Linked DNA regions of Mus musculus: regions 2 and 3 are each linked to region 1. The links are chromatin contacts, called in public ChIA-PET and Hi-C maps. All regions are on one chromosome and are shown on one strand. Each heading gives the region's core, a stretch centred on a gene start, on an enhancer-like site or on the middle of the called end of the contact. The rest is flanking DNA. Distances are from core to core; before and after follow the strand shown. Region 1 overlaps Stn1 (STN1, CST complex subunit). Region 2 has its middle 24 kb from the start of Gsto2. Region 3 overlaps Cfap43 (cilia and flagella associated protein 43).

Region 1 (4,898 bases), core at 758-3,257:
CGCCTGTAACCCCTGCACTGTGTGAATGTGGGGAGGGAGGGGTAGGCACAGGAGAACAGCTGGAGCACCTTGGCTGCCAGCCTTCCTCCATGCTCAGTGACAAGTCTGTCTTAAAAGAATAGGACAGGGGAAGAACTGAAGGAGCTGAAGGGGGTGGCAACCCCACAAGAAGAACAACAGTGTCAACTAACTGTATCTGGGACCCCTGGGGATTCCCAGAGACTAAACCACCAACCAGTGAGCATATATGAGCATACATGGCCTGGTCCATGGCCCCTGGCCTCAATGGGAGAGGATGTGTACAGGTAGAGACTGGGTGCCCCAGGGAAGGAGGGTTGCGGGGGGGAAAGGTAAGGTAGGGGGAGTGAGAGGGTGAGATGGGGAGCACTCGCTCAGAGGCAGGGGTGGGGTGGGGGGTGGGGGTGAAGAACTCTTGGAGGAGGGACCAGGAATGAGGGTAAGATTTGGAATATAAATAAATAAAGCAGTTTTTAGAAAGAGAGAGAGACAGAGACAGAGAGAGAAGGGCAGAAAGGGATAGAGGACATCTAAAGTCTTCCTTTCATTTCCATGCACATACACCAGGTACATATAACACACACACACATACACACACATACACACACACACATACCACACACACATACACACACACACACATACATACATACACATACACATACACACAGGAAGGGGGAGGGAAAAAGAAAGGTGAAATAGAGGGGTATGGGCAGGGGGAGAAAGAAAGCACATCTCATTGTGTTAACCCTGGCTGACCTCCTGCCTCGGCCTTCCCAGGGCTGGGGTTACAGGTCCATGCGACCATGCCTGCCTGTGCTGCTCCATCCCTGCTACGAATGAGCCAAACAGCATCCATTACTACCGTAACAGGACTGCTTTGGGGCTCGCTCTTTCCTTCCCTTTCCCTCCCTCCCTTCCTTCCTCCGTTCCTTCCTTCCTTCCTTCCTTCCTTCCTTCCTTTCTTTCTTTCTTGTCTGATTGTGGCACCCTATTGGTTCTGATCTCACTGGGTCCTAAACCACAGGGTAGATGACCTGGCCTCCCTCTACCTGTCTGTAGACCCAGCCTTTCCTTCTGGGTCTGAAAGGAGTGAAAGACTTCTCCAGAGAGAATAAAAATAGGAAGGGGACCCAGGGCTAACAACCCTTTCTGCTCCTAGGATCATGGTGACATAAGTATTTGTCATTGGCATATGTTTGCAAAAGCCAGGCTCTGGACGGTCACCTTGAAGACTCACAAGTTCATACAGACTCATGATAAGACGGATGCTTTCTTTGTAATTAGGGTGAATTGATATGCGAGTTATCAGACTAGATGTAGTTTGAGTGTCCAGCCACTAGGGGCCGACCTAACTCCACAAACCGGCACTATTTTTCTAAGCCATTTCATTTATAACTCAAGGGTTTCTTGAGATGACTGGATTTCGTTATTCATGAACTGTAATGTCTAAGAGCCGTCCTGCCTGAAACTGAAAAGCCTTGATGTTTGAGAAGAGAGTGAATGTTGACATTACATTCAGAGGCAGTGGTAAACATGGGCGACAAACCAGGGACCAGAAGCAGCGAGCGCATCTCAGAGCCGAGCGTGGTGGTTCACTTCAGTGTGCCCGAATCTCAGGGAGAGCTTGGTGGTTGGCCTCCAGCTTATCCCTACAGGACCGGACACCCCAGGGCTGTTTAAAGGAGCCCCACATGCTGACTCCTCTGCCCAGGCAACACGACATAGAGGAGAGGACAATGAGTCTCGGAGGACAGAAGCCCTGGCTGTCTCCCTCCTGAGTCAGGACAGAGCATCCTGATTCTGTCTAGGAGGGAAGGAACCCTGGGCGCACCGGCTCACCATCACAAAACACTTACGGTTTGGTTTCTGACAGTCTTCCTTAATGATGTGGTAGATCTTCTGCTGCAGGTCTTTGTCTTTGGTGGTTACCTAAAAGGAGAATCCAGAGAGGAAACGTGGTTTGAGAACACAGCAGTGTGTCACTCAGAACTCAAGACCAGCCTTCGAGGCGGTTCTACAAATCCCATAGCAACGACAAGCCTCCCCCATACGCCCTCCCTCAGTGATTCTGATGCGTGGTGGCCGCTGCAGCTCCGCTCTGCCCCTAAGGACACAGCTCTCTCAGGAGCTGGTTTGTTGGGGCCAGAAGGGAAAGCATAACTGGAACCCTGTGCCTTGAAGGGGCAACTGCCCTTTTCTACACTGTGGCCACTCAGACAGACACTCCTCTTCCTTGCCCAGTGTTTTTGAAGGAGCTCCCGCAGGTTCAAAGTTTCCTCCCTGTCCCAGCCTTCTTCCTCTCGGTCCCCTTCTTGTCTTATATTTCTTTAGTTCCTCTTCTTCTAAGCACAAGGAAGAATTAAAGAAGAAATGGGCATGGGGAAGCCAGCAAGCTAGAGAATCCAGCTTATCTACAGAAACGCTCTCTGCTCTTGTAGGCACACCCACAACCATGTTTCTCAACTAGCAGCAGGCTTCACCCTCAGCTACAGGCAGTAAATTTAATAACACTAGAGAAGAGAGAGGGGAGAAGAGGGAAGGGAAGAGGGAAGAGAGGCAGAGAGGGGGGGAGGGAGAGGAAGCAAAAGAAAAAGAAGGTGAGGGAGGGAGGGAGGAAGAGAAGAAAGGGGAAGAGGGAAGGAAGGAAGGAGTGTGTAAAAGGAGAGAAGAAAGAGGAAGGAGGAAGAGCCAAGTCTAAGCATGGGAACACAGCTGAAGAACTGGGTACAGGAAACAGCCATGGCCGCCCGTGAGACCTGATGACTTCGGACTCACAAGATTAGTGTGAAGGTCAACCATGGGTGCAAACAGAGCTCTGGGCTCTGCTGTAACTATGTCCCCAGCAGGGCTTCAGGAGAAAGGAAAGCCACAAATCAGGGATGAGTGGAAGGGAGGGGTCAGCCACAGAAGGGGCCGTGGGATCTATTCCTGTTTGACTACCCCTTCCAGCTCAGGGTGATTCATTCACAAGAGGAAGTGCCCAACCCTGCCACACCTCGCCCTGGGCAGCTGCAGTTGCCCTGGCTGCTTCCCAGGGAGGGTTGCTCTCTACAGACAGACCCTCACAGAAGCCAACCCAGAACAGAAGGAGGCACAAATCTCTAAGAGGGCTCCAGCTGAACTTAGTGTGACAATGGCCGCCATGTCCTGCTTGGCCCCTCCCATCCCGGGATGAGTGGACAGCACTGTGTTATACTGGCTTACCTCTCAACACTGTGGAAAACCCCTCCTACTTAAATAAATAAAACCTGGGCCTCTCCACAGAGGAAATGACCTGCTAAGTAGACCTCTAGCGAGTCTGCAAGCAGGCAGGCCCAGCAGCCTGTCTCCAGAGCTCTCATCTTATTCTGAAGCCACTTCTCCGCTCTGGACACGAGTGGTCCTCTCTCAGCTTACTGCCTCCAACATCAAAGGCATGCAGCAAGAGGCAGACTTCTACCTTGAAAAGATGGAGGCAAGCAAGCAGCCGTCCCGTTCCTCAGAAGGGAGGCTGGCAAGCAAGGCCTTCAGGGAGGCAGACTGGAGTTACCTGAAAGCTTTAACTAAAGTGTCCTTTGCTCCGGGCGCTCTCCTGCGTGAGCCGTCCTTGGAAATACCAACACAGATTCACACAGAGAGCCACACAGATCGAGTCAGGAAACACTATTTGTGACAGCAAAAGTCGTACAACCGTAGTGTCCGTCCGTCCGTCACAAAGGAATGGCTAGAAAGTTCTGGTAAATACTCCTGGTCAGAAAGAGTGAGGCAGACTCGCAGGTGCCGGGACACACGGGCACAGGGACAGACGGTGGCACTGCAGGCTGTGCGGAGCACTCTTCACAGCAGTGGGACATCTGGTGATGCCCGAAGGCATTTCTGATTGTCACAACATACTAGGTGCTAGTGGCATTTAGTGTGAGAGGCCAGGGATGCTGGTGGAAGACACAGGACAGTCTCCAGTGCATCAGCATCTGCACCAGGAGCTCTGAGGATGAGGCCTTCTCAATTAGAAGATAGCTCACTCACTCTTACTCCCTTCCCTTCCGTTCCCCCTTCCCCTACCCTTCCTTCCTTTCTTAAAAAAGCCATAGGGACGTGCTTGTATATCTGTCAATGTACAGATAAATATTTAGACGGCCATTGGGCTTCAAGTGGCAGCATGGATCCGGAGTAGTGGCACACACCTACAATCCCAGCCGTGGAGAGGTGGAGCCAGGAGATTAGGAGTTCAAGGTCAGCCTGGGTTTACAGAGTCAGACTGTTTCACTGGAGGAAACAGTTACATTGTGAAAGGGTAAGAGGTCGCTTTCACCCCGACTCACTGTCTTAGAAACTGGTACTATTCCTAAGCCTAACTGTACTTGTAACGGAAGCCATGAGGGGAAACTAGGCTGCAGGTCTCTTACGTAGTACAGCTTATCAGAGCCACTGTCTCTCTGGAACACGAGTCCTTTTTCCTGAAGCAGCTGGAGAGCATTCTTAAACACTCTCTGCGCTACGCCAGAAGTGCCACTGTCCTTTAACTCCACCTGCACAGGGAAGAAAAAGAAATGTCTCATCTTCCATTACCTGCGACTAACTCCCAAGCCCAACTGGTTTATTATGAATTCACCCAACAGGCTTTTCCTGTGCTGAGTCAGCGTGCTCTAGGCATGCGTCAGCTGAGCAGGCCGGCATTTAGGCAGGGTCAGAAGTCTGCTCTGGAGGGTCACACTTGGTAACTGTGCTGAACTTGGGTTCTGCTCTGACTGATCACGGCTTTGCCCCCAGGCTGCTGGGCGATCTTTCCCATGAGCATCAGCTCCCTCCTCTGAGAGGCCGGGTCAGCAGGGAAAGCACTCGCAGCCATAGGGAGCCAACTGCAGCTCAGCTCCCAGGAACTGCAAACAATACAGGAC
Region 2 (4,898 bases), core at 1,636-4,135, 380 kb after region 1:
TGTCTAGAGAGGCTCCAGCCTGTGGCCAAACTGTTGGTACAGAAGTGGTATCTCTCTGGGTTAGAGAGTTGCTTTCTTGAGGCTTCACAGTAATTTACAAAGCTTGAAGAACCTGGAAACATAGGCTGGAGAGAATAATAACCAAGGGCAAGGTCACAGGCTGATGACCCACAGCCTTGTCTGGGGTCCGGATGCCCTTTGGGTGTGTGTGACTTCTGCAGGCCACCAGGGTCCTGGCTCCCTTCACTGCTTTGCTCTTGTTACTTCCTGCTCCTCTTTGCTGTTATATTTTCTTTTTTTTTAAAGTTTTTTTTTTTTTTAATGTGTGTATAAGTGTGTTGCTCTGTGTATGCATGTGCGTCACATGTGTGCCCGGTGCCCAAGGAGGAAGTCAGAAGATGGCACAGGTCCTCTGGGACTGGAGTCACACGGCTGATTTCCCCCATGTAGGTGCACACCCAGGTCCCCTGCAAGAGAGCAAATGCTCTTAACCACTGATCCATCTTCCCCGCCTCTCCTCTGGTTCGTGATGTCACCTTCCTAACTCACGCAGCAAGGTGGAGTCACCAATCTCTGGCCGAAACGAGGACTGAGCCTGAAGAATATGAAACAAATCAATAATATTTCATGAAGAGTTCTTATGGGGGTTGGGGAGGAAAATATAAATGTTAAACATGAATGATGGCCGGGGTGGCTGCTCAGTCACGTGTTTGCCACACAGTTTAAGGACCTGAGGTTAGATGCCTGGCATTTATGTACAATGCTGGACATGGTGGGCACATACCTGTGATCCCAGTACAGTGGAGGCAGGGACAGGAGGCATCCAGGAACTCGCTGTCCAAGCTAGTCTAGCTAGATTGGTGTGCTTCCAGAGCAACAGGAGACTTGGTCTCAAAAAATAGAACCTGGAGGGATGCTCAGAGGTTAAGAGCAGTAGCTGCTCTTTCGAAGGACCTGGGTTCGATTCCCGGCACCCACATGGCAGCTCACAACCACCTGTAACCCCAGTCCCAGTTGATCTAGTTCGTTGTTCTGGCCTTCGGGACACTGCCCTCATGCAGAATACAGACATACATGCAGGTGAAGCACCCATAGATATGAAGATAATTTTTTATTGGTTATTTTATTTATTTACATTTCAAATGTTGTCCCCCTTCCCGGTTTCCCCTCTGCAAACCTCCCCATCCCATCCCTCCTCCCTCTGCCTCTATGACAATTCTTTTAAAGGTGGAGAACAATAGAAGAAGCCGCCTTACGTGCCCTCTGACCTCCATGTAGCCACATGTGCACAGGTCTGACCTTTGACCTCCATGTGCGCATGTGCACCCCATACTCACAACTAAAAAAAAAAATGCAATAATGTGAAAAATAGGCAGTCTCATGTTCTCCCAAGACTCTGTTGCTGATGGTCTGAAGGCAACATGGGGGAGCGGGTGGGTGTCCCTAGAGGTCCCAGGCACAGTGATAGAAGGGGACACTTGGCCTGAAGCCAAGGGAGGAGGTCACTGGGATTCACCTAGGAAGCTCTATAGGAAGTCTTCACCTAAAGCTAGCTTCTCACCATGGGAGAGGAACAATGAAGTTGTTCACTGAGTGCTTAAGGCATGCTAGGGACTTCATCTACAATACTTATTCTTCAGAACCTTGCACGATGAATAAGAATTGCCCCCATCCTACAGATGGACAAGCTGAGGCTTTGAGTCCCGTGATTTGTCCAGATGTCTTAGAGCTCATCACCAGTTCTGCCTTCCCAAGCTCTCAAGCAAGAATCATCCCTTACTTAGACTTGGCTTTCCTAGAACCTCTCGGGTAGACAGGGCATACAGACAGTAGTGACTGCCAACCAGTGTGCTTGCTGAATGCACACCCGTGAGACCAGGATGGGGTTGGTAACTCGATAGGTGGGCACACCGGACCCAGCCCAAGGGCAATCTCATGAGACAACTGTTACAGCTCTTCTCCCTTGTTGTCTAAGAGGAAACCCTGTCCCCGGAGCTGGAGGGGTTCTGCCATGGTTGTTTTCCAGATCTTAAGAGCCAGGGAGAGCAGAAGTGTGAGAGGGTCAAAGCACACTGTCTCATGGTCTCAAAAAACTGGGGCAGCATCCCAGACTCCCCCAGGGAAGACCCATAAATGTTTCCAAGGCGCTAACACATGTCTGGCTCCCGGGGAGATATTAATGAAACAGTTCCTGCCGATACTAACTGTGCTGAGGGGGGCCTGCAGGGAAGGCAGACTCCATGTGGGGGGCATTCAGAAGTGGGGATTCAGCCATGAGGAGGAGCTCATGTGGGTGAGAGGTATGATGGGTGCTGGCTTTGAGGCCATTCTTTGGGCCCTAAGTGAAGCACTTCACATGTCCCAGGGGCATCTCTATCCCCATTTCATGGCGGAGGTAACAGGCAAACCCCACACTTAGAGTAAGGCTGAGACTTGTTGTGCTAGGATGAGCCACAGCTGGGACTGGAACAACCCCAGCTACTAGTTCCAATGGCCATGGGCTCAGCGGGAATATGGCTGGGTGTCCAGAGAACAGCCTCACGTGTGGGCCTCTACACTTGGACGGTGTATGAAGTGGCAGCAAGGGCCTGCTCTTCCCAGAGTCTTTTTGTGCCATTAAGTACTCAGGGCACCTCAACACTTAACGGTTGTGTGGGTCTGAATGCCTGTGGTTCCCAAGCATCCTGTCTGTCCAGGTCACAAAGCACCCAAGGAAACAAGGACAGCTCTTCTTAGACCCTTGGCTGGGTGAAGCTGTGGACTCTGGAAAGCCTGGTTCTTAGGGCATCTGCTGTGGTCTGGCTTGGCCCTGATTCCTGGAATGTGGGTCTGTAACGGCTGCTTCCTCATCTCCCATTAGGACTGACCTGCATCCTCTTTAGACTGCCTTCCGGAAGCTCCAGTCAGCATTATTTATGCCATTTGGAAGAGACGCCAGGACACAGTCAGTCTTTTAGGGGCTCTGTCTAAACATTTCTCTCCTGAGAACTCGTTTTCAGCCCACCCTCCAGAAGTACGTAAGTCACCAGGCTGGGAGGATGCATCCCTAATCAGATGTGAATTCAGTCAAGGGTGGCTAGAAAGGGGAGGCAAGAGGTGGGTCTTTACTTTCTGTTTCTATTTTAAATAAAACCGGTCCAAGAGAAACCAAAAGTACAACTATGTGCTGTAAAGAAACAGGCAGGACTTAAGTCCTCCCGATTCCCCTTCCAACCCGTCTTGTAACGCCCCACTTTGTACTTCTAAGACCTTTGTCCCATGGAGGAACGGACTGTGTTTAAACACCTCTGAGGTTTATGTGGTTCCATTTTGCTGGAAGATAATTTGTTGACAGTTTTAACTCTCTGTTCTCATTGTGGAGCTACAGAGGGACATCAGAGGGCTGGCACATGCTATCCCCCCACCCCCCCAAGCAAAGCCTCATACTGTGCAGAAGCAAACCAGCTGTGCCCAGAGGTACAAGGGAGAAGAGTGAGGCAGTGAGCAGCCATTTAAAAGACTAAGGAACAGACCAGTGTCCAACAGGATGTCCAGGAAAGTTAGACTGGCGTGCTGTCTGTCATGTGTGTGGGAGTTGAAGGAAGGCGTTCATACAGGCTGTTGGCATTGGGACCTCTGAAACCTGTGACATCACATAGGTGGATCCTGCAGACCTGTTACCAACACAACAGGCACCATATTCCTAGAATCCACTTGGTTCACCTCCCACCTCTACCTGCATTATGTCATTTTCCATGTATATAAGGGGTACGTCCCTCCCTCTCTCTCTCTCTCTTTCCCCCTTCTCTTTCTGCTGCCACCTTCCCCCTCCCAATAAACATCTTATGCGTGGAACTGTTTTGACCCAGTACGCTGTGTTCAGATGCGAGCTGCCGCTATGTTAACACATCACATGTACTAGGCACAAATCAGAGAGAGTTGGGAGGAGACACAAGAGACAATGTGAGTGATTGGTTTCTGGGGCATGGACTCAAGGGTTAGCATGAAAGCTTGTATGCTGCTTGACTTGTCAGCTTAAAACATTCATCATGGTACTGTTGTGTGTGCATGTGAGTATGCGTGCATGTGTGTCTGTGTAAACACTAGCTAAAAGAACAGCTATCTTTAGAAGGCACTGGGAAAAGTTGAGTCTAAAAATTTCCCTCTCTGGGCAGGGCAAAGCAGGGTGCAGAGAAAGGGGGACCAGGCAGCTTCAGGCACATATTTCCCCCTGGGAGTGGTTCTTGGCTCTGCCTGGGGCTCACTCCTGGCCAAACCAAACAGACTCTAAGCTCTCCCAGGGGATGGAAACTAGACTGGGACAACTTCTGAATCACAGCCTCAGAGAGCCTGGACAGTCACTGACAGTTGGGCACAGCTGTGGCCAGCCTTGCGTCGGAGGCTGGCCACTCTCCTCTCTCCCCTCCCACCGCACTGAACACACAATCCATTGCTCTACAGCTGTAGCTGAACCAGGTAACTAAAATGTCGACGCTTCACCACTGCTCACCGCATGAAGTCAGGTTTTACTTTAGATTAGCATTCAAGATGTCCACAGTTTGGCCTCCCAGACCCTTCTCCATCTTAACCTTGCATGATGTCTCAGTATATACAAACACATACTTTCTTCCGGATCTGCTTGGACTCTTCTCTGCCGTATACCCCCACGGGCCCCCCCCCCCGTCAAGTCCACTTCGGGATTGATCTGGACTCACTGGAGTTCACATCTGTGTGAGCAGAACGGGGCTGGATCACAGCAGGGGCTGCTGTAGTGTGGCTGCCCACTCACCTCCAAGTTTCTCCAAGGCCTTCCCTAACAACCCTGGGTATCAGTGGTTCTTGGATTTCTCAGCTGGGAAATCAGACAGGGTGTGGATTCTTTGATGTAGTGAGGTCACCGAAGCCTGCAGTGGAATGCG
Region 3 (4,898 bases), core at 1,629-4,128, 310 kb after region 1:
TCATGTCAGAAAGGGTCAGGTCTGAGACTGGAGAGATGGCTCAGTGGTTAAGAGCACTGTCTGCTCCTCCAGAGTTCTTGAGTTCAATTCCCAGCAACCACATGGTGGCCCACAACCACCTGTAATGGAATCCGATGCCCTCTTCTGGTGTATCCGAAGACAGTTATAGTGTACTCATAAAATAAATCTTTTAAAAAAATAAGAAAGAATGGGTCAGGTTTGTTGCAAAAAACCTGGGTGAAGATTACCGGATCGGAGATCAGAACTTGGGAGTCCAAGGCCTTATTCCCTGGACTCTGGTGTCAGCCCCACAGCTCACAAGAATCTGAGCTTGTTTGTTTGGAGGTTATGTGTGGTGGGAGGGGAGGGTCCATGTGCGGGGGAAGTCAGAGGACAACACCCCATGAGGATTAAGCCCTGATTGGTGGGCTTGCTGGCACGCCCCCTAACTTGCTGAGACATTTTACTGGCTCTTGAAGACGAGGGTGCCCTGTAAATCTCGTGTGTGGTGAAGCTACAGGTGTATCTCCTTGTGGTGTCCCGAGGATTTTATGACACGAATATATAGAGTTGTATCTTTTGGTATCCTCACACTAGGAGCCGGCTAACTTTTAGTAAGCAGTGAGTAGCCACAAGTGTATCCGCAGGACTTGCTAACAGAGACTCAAACTTAAGGAGGCCCCAGGATGTCTCTAAGAAAGGGGGAAAATCAGGGACCCCCCCCCCCCAATCCACCATCTTGAAGGATGTGCAATGCTAACCCAACAACTGTGCTTCCGGACTCGGAGGCAGGGCAGTCTCTTACCCGGAAGTGGAAACTCCTCCGCCTTCTGGAGCACGGTCACCTTCAGGGTTTCTGTGTTAATCATCAGAAGATGACCCTCTTCACACCCAACGTACAGGTCGCTTGACGGAGTCCAGCAGTGCATAGTTGGGTGAAGCAGAGGATATATGTCATCTTTCGGCTTTGGGAGGGAAGAGCATCCATGTGTTAGGACGGCAATCATGGTTAAGGGCCACAGAAACACCCACCAAAAGAACCGTCACAAAGAAACCAACCAGAGCGAGCTGCCGGGGAGTGGGGGTGGGGGTGGGAGTGGGGGGAATGCATCGATTTTTCATTTTCAACATCAGAGTCCTATCTCTTCCCCCCTTGCTCTCTATACTTTACTCACTGTGAACAACCAAGGCTCTCCTGCTAATACAATTGATTAGTACTCTGTTAACTATTTCTTAGTGCCCACTTTTGGCACCTAGAGTCCTTAATTGGTCACAAAAAACCCCCTTTCAGAAAAGATTGTCGTTAGCATTGTCGTTAAATTGTCTTCTGGTCTTGCAAGGGTCACTTGCAAAGGTTAGCTTGGGGGCCTCTGCTCAGTTGGCTTTCAAAGGCAAAGAGATGACCTTTAGCCTGATGCTGCGGCCCCTCTCATTTGGTCCGTGATCATTCCATGTGCCTTCGAGTCCATCGAGGAATCATAACGTAAGCATAAGTTGACTTTGGGCTCCAAAACCAGTTTGGATCGAGTTTAAAGCAAGTTTTTTTCCACAAAAGCTTAAAGGTGGGGGTGGAGGTGGAGGTGGAGGTGGGGGTGGGGTGGAATGGGGGTGTCTCTCAGGTTCTGTGGGCCATGTGGGTTGAGTATACTCCTTGTTTTCTTTTGCATGACCCTTGAAAGTGTAAAAACCATTCTTAGATTTGGGCCACAAAAAGGGACCATAATTTGTTCAGGCTTGTCTTAGATGGTGATATTGAGTCTTCTCCCAGGGCCTTTAGCACTTGTGTTGAGCAAGGAGAGGCTGTCCTTTGTCAGCACAGCACCAAACCCTAGAGCCTCTTCCTAGGAAGTCTTGAACAGACCACACACTCTCCTCCCTGAAGCTCAAGGTGGCCTTGACAAATATGTCAGAAATGTTGCCTGCAGTGCTCGATTTTGAATTCAGGATACTAGAATATTCTCTCTCTTCCCCCCCCCCCCCACTCTCTCCTCCTTTCCCCCTCCCTTTTCCCCTCTCCCCCATGTTCCCCCTCTTTCTTTTTCCTTCCTTTTGCAGTGCAGGAAGCTATTGCATGCTAAACAAGCATTCTACCTCCAATCCCACTCCTTCTAAGTAACTACTGAAATGTACTAGAGTGCGCGTGCTAATGAGTGCACATGTGTGCGTACCTGCAAGTACATATATGTATGTGCTTGTATATGCTGATGTGTGTATGCGCACACATGTATACAGAAGTGCACATACATGTGTGGATATGCACATGTGTGTGTGTGCATGTTTGTGTATGTGCGCACATGTGTGTGTGACTATTTGTGTATTGTTGTGCTTCTTGTAGTTCTACATGATTAAGAATTGGACCTTGTTTCCTTCTGGCACCCAGGGACATAAACTTTGTTAACAAACTAGGGGCCACTTTCCTAGCATGTCTAGAGAGTTTTATGTTTATGTTGCTGGGTGGTGGCGCACGCCTTTAATCCCAGCACTTGGGAGGCAGAGGCAGGTGGATTTCTGAGTTCGAGGCCAGCCTGGTCTACAGAGTGAGTTCTAGGGCAGCCAGCACTACACAGAGGAAACCCTGTCTCCAAAAAAAACAAAGGGAAAAAAATCTGTGTCTGTGCCCTGCTTTTACTTGGGCACTCATTCACTGAGTTTCCGTGAGTATTGGGCCCTTTCCAGACAGTGTTCTGAATATCCACATGTGGAGGTGAGTGGCAGAAAAGCCCCTTCCCTTACGGAGTTTTCCTACCAATGAGGGGGAAAGAGAGTGAGAGTTAGATAGTAAGTTGCAACGTTGAATATGGAGGATGTCATGTGCTAAGAAGCATGTTGAAGAGAAGTGAGGTGAGAGCCGGCGCAGCTGCTGGGAAGGACTGCCAACCACATGCCCAGCGATCTTCTGTTGTAAATGGCTTGTGGTGTGCCAGCCACCCTCCCAATAAACGCTCAACTGTCTGACAAGAGACAACACACTGCTCTTTTAAATTTATGAACGATCCCTACCAGGCTCTCAGCTGACATAAGTTGCTGATCTTGCCCATTCCAAGAAACCTGTGTTAGCTACCGGTTCTACGGCAGCCAGTGTGGCCAGTCTGCTTTCTCCTCAGTGGGGCAGTCACGTAGAGAGGAATCAGGGGGGTGGCAGAATCAGGAAGCAGAGAGGTGATGGCTGGGACAGGCATGTGGGTTACAGGAGCCGTGATGATAAAGCCATGGGAGGAGAGTGAAAAGAGAGGTTAGATGTTCAGGTGGACCTTGAAATGTGATCAGCGCAGTGGTCAGAAGAAGAAGTTGCGATATGCAATATGATGCTATTTCAAAGGGGGAGGTGACTTTAACGGTGTGGCTAACCTATTTTATGTCTTCATAGATTGGACAATTAGGGAAAAAAAAACCTCAATAGTCACTACTCACCAACCCACTCCAAATTAAAAACAATGGTACCATTAACCAACCAGAGGGATTAGATGGTCACCAATGAATGGCTTTTCTGCGGGATCTGCCCAGGCAAAGAGACACTCACTGAAGTACAATATCTAAACCTTCTAGTGTGGTTCTGGTGGCATCTGACAGACTATACATTACAAAAAGACTCTGTCACAGCTAAGTGTACCTAACATATTTATTTATTTAGAGATAGGATCTCACTGTGTAGCCCAGGTTACCCTGGAACTTTTGATCCACCTGCCTCTGTCTACCCGATGCTTGTATTACACCCAGTTTGAAAAAATCCAAGCAAGCAAGCAAGCAAACAAACAAAAACTAACCCTAAAACTGTGCAAAACAAACGCCAACAAATGCCACCAGCCTGGTCCCCAATACCAGTGAGTCTATGTGTGAAGTGGAAGCGGAGGACTCAGACCTGGAAAGCGCTTGGCTGTAGAAAGTTAAACTACAATTGGAGTTTTTCTTCTTCATTTTTTGTAGGATTGATTCCATATTCTTGTTTTTAATAATGCACTTGGTGTTATTTAAGAATAGATGTGGGTAGCCAGATGTGGTGGCGCACGCCTTTAATCCCAGCCCTTGGGAGGCAGAGGCAGGCGGATTTCTGAGTTCGAGGCCAGCCTGGTCTACAGAGTGAGTTCCAGGACAGCCAGGGCTACACAGAGAAACCCTGTCTTGAAAAACAAACAAACAACAACAACAACAAAATAGATGTGGGGGGATCTGGGTTGAATGAGCAGATGTCTTGATTTTCTATTTTTAGTTTTAGAAGAAATGGGGTGTGTTGTAATTGGATCTCAAAACATTTACCAACTCAGCCTCCATTTCCAGGTCCCTGGGATCAGATGTCAGACATTCTGATCGCCTTGAGCCCAAAGATGGAAAACTGGATCCCAGCTTTGTACTGCATTAAAGGTTAGGACAATACAAACATGCTGAGAAATATTTGAGTTCATCAAAGAGTTTCTTATTTAGGCAATCTTGTCTAAAAGAAAAAGAACAGTAGACGGAACACAGAAACTGGACCCTTGAGCTTAAATTCATTATGTTGGGTCCAGTTTCTGCCCAGATAACATCTGCTTTCGATTTTATACACACACACACACACACACACACACACACACACACACACACACACACACACACAGCAAAACTGGATAGTTTTCTCTCTCTCTTTCTTATTTTTGTTTGTTTGTTTTGTTTTGTTTTTTTGTTTTTTTGAGACAGGATTTCTCTGTGTAGCTCTGGCCGTCCTGGAACTCACTCTGCAGGCTAGCCTCAAACTCAGAAACCCTCCTGCCTCCACCTCCCAAGTGCTGGGATTAAAGGTATGTGCCACCACTGCCCGGCTGGATAGTTTTCTAACACCCTAAGTAACTTGCATAATGTGTATTGGGCCTATTTAAAGGTCTACAGTGCGCCAATCTGGTGGTAGCTACATAAAAAATAATGAG

What was found. Hi-C and Micro-C count contacts between places; a contact is called where the count stands out from the background. ChIA-PET counts read pairs in DNA pulled down with a chosen protein or histone mark.
Region 2: an RNA polymerase II ChIA-PET map of memory CD8 T cells shows a contact between it and region 1, with 12 read pairs. The contact joins two enhancer-like sites. A contact is called at or near these places in 1 of 15 datasets of contacts at CTCF or cohesin (embryonic stem cells), 10 of 484 Hi-C or Micro-C datasets (B cells, CD8 T cells, the HL-1 cell line and 5 more), 4 of 115 datasets of contacts at active chromatin or transcription factors (large pre-B cells, memory CD8 T cells, pancreatic cancer cells and 1 more) and 1 of 9 other capture datasets (embryonic stem cells).
Region 3: a contact with region 1 is called in a Hi-C map of DN3 thymocytes, with 10 times the contacts expected there. The contact joins two enhancer-like sites. A contact is called at or near these places in 6 of 15 datasets of contacts at CTCF or cohesin (the G1E-ER4 cell line, embryonic stem cells, large pre-B cells and 2 more), 173 of 484 Hi-C or Micro-C datasets (the 3T3-L1 cell line, the 4T1 cell line, the 63-12 cell line and 88 more), 31 of 115 datasets of contacts at active chromatin or transcription factors (CD4 single positive thymocytes, DN3 thymocytes, the HPC-7 cell line and 24 more) and 4 of 9 other capture datasets (adipose tissue, embryonic stem cells, liver and 1 more).

What each region holds. Positions count from the first base shown.
Region 1 is chr19:47,505,929-47,510,826 of GRCm38.p6, forward strand. Stn1 (STN1, CST complex subunit) reads right to left here. Exons shown (of 10, transcript NM_175360.3): 8 at 4,407-4,529; 9 at 1,878-1,950. Among named protein-coding and RNA genes, the nearest start is that of Gm19557, 4.6 kb to the right of the region's middle. Within about 2 kb of position 2,008, at least 208 of the 459 cell types and tissues checked have an H3K27ac peak or open chromatin away from gene starts, as enhancers often do. A contact at or near this core is called in B cells, CD8 T cells, DN3 thymocytes and 2 more, where this site is marked.
Region 2 is chr19:47,887,801-47,892,698 of GRCm38.p6, forward strand. No RefSeq gene overlaps it. Among named protein-coding and RNA genes, the nearest start is that of Gsto2, 24 kb to the left of the region's middle. Within about 2 kb of position 2,886, at least 87 of the 459 cell types and tissues checked have an H3K27ac peak or open chromatin away from gene starts, as enhancers often do. A contact at or near this core is called in B cells, CD8 T cells, the HL-1 cell line and 1 more, where this site is marked.
Region 3 is chr19:47,815,008-47,819,905 of GRCm38.p6, forward strand. Cfap43 (cilia and flagella associated protein 43) reads right to left here. Exons shown (of 38, transcript NM_027559.2): 6 at 806-965. Among named protein-coding and RNA genes, the nearest start is that of Cfap43, 20 kb to the right of the region's middle. Within about 2 kb of position 2,879, at least 4 of the 459 cell types and tissues checked have an H3K27ac peak or open chromatin away from gene starts, as enhancers often do. A contact at or near this core is called in DN3 thymocytes, where this site is marked.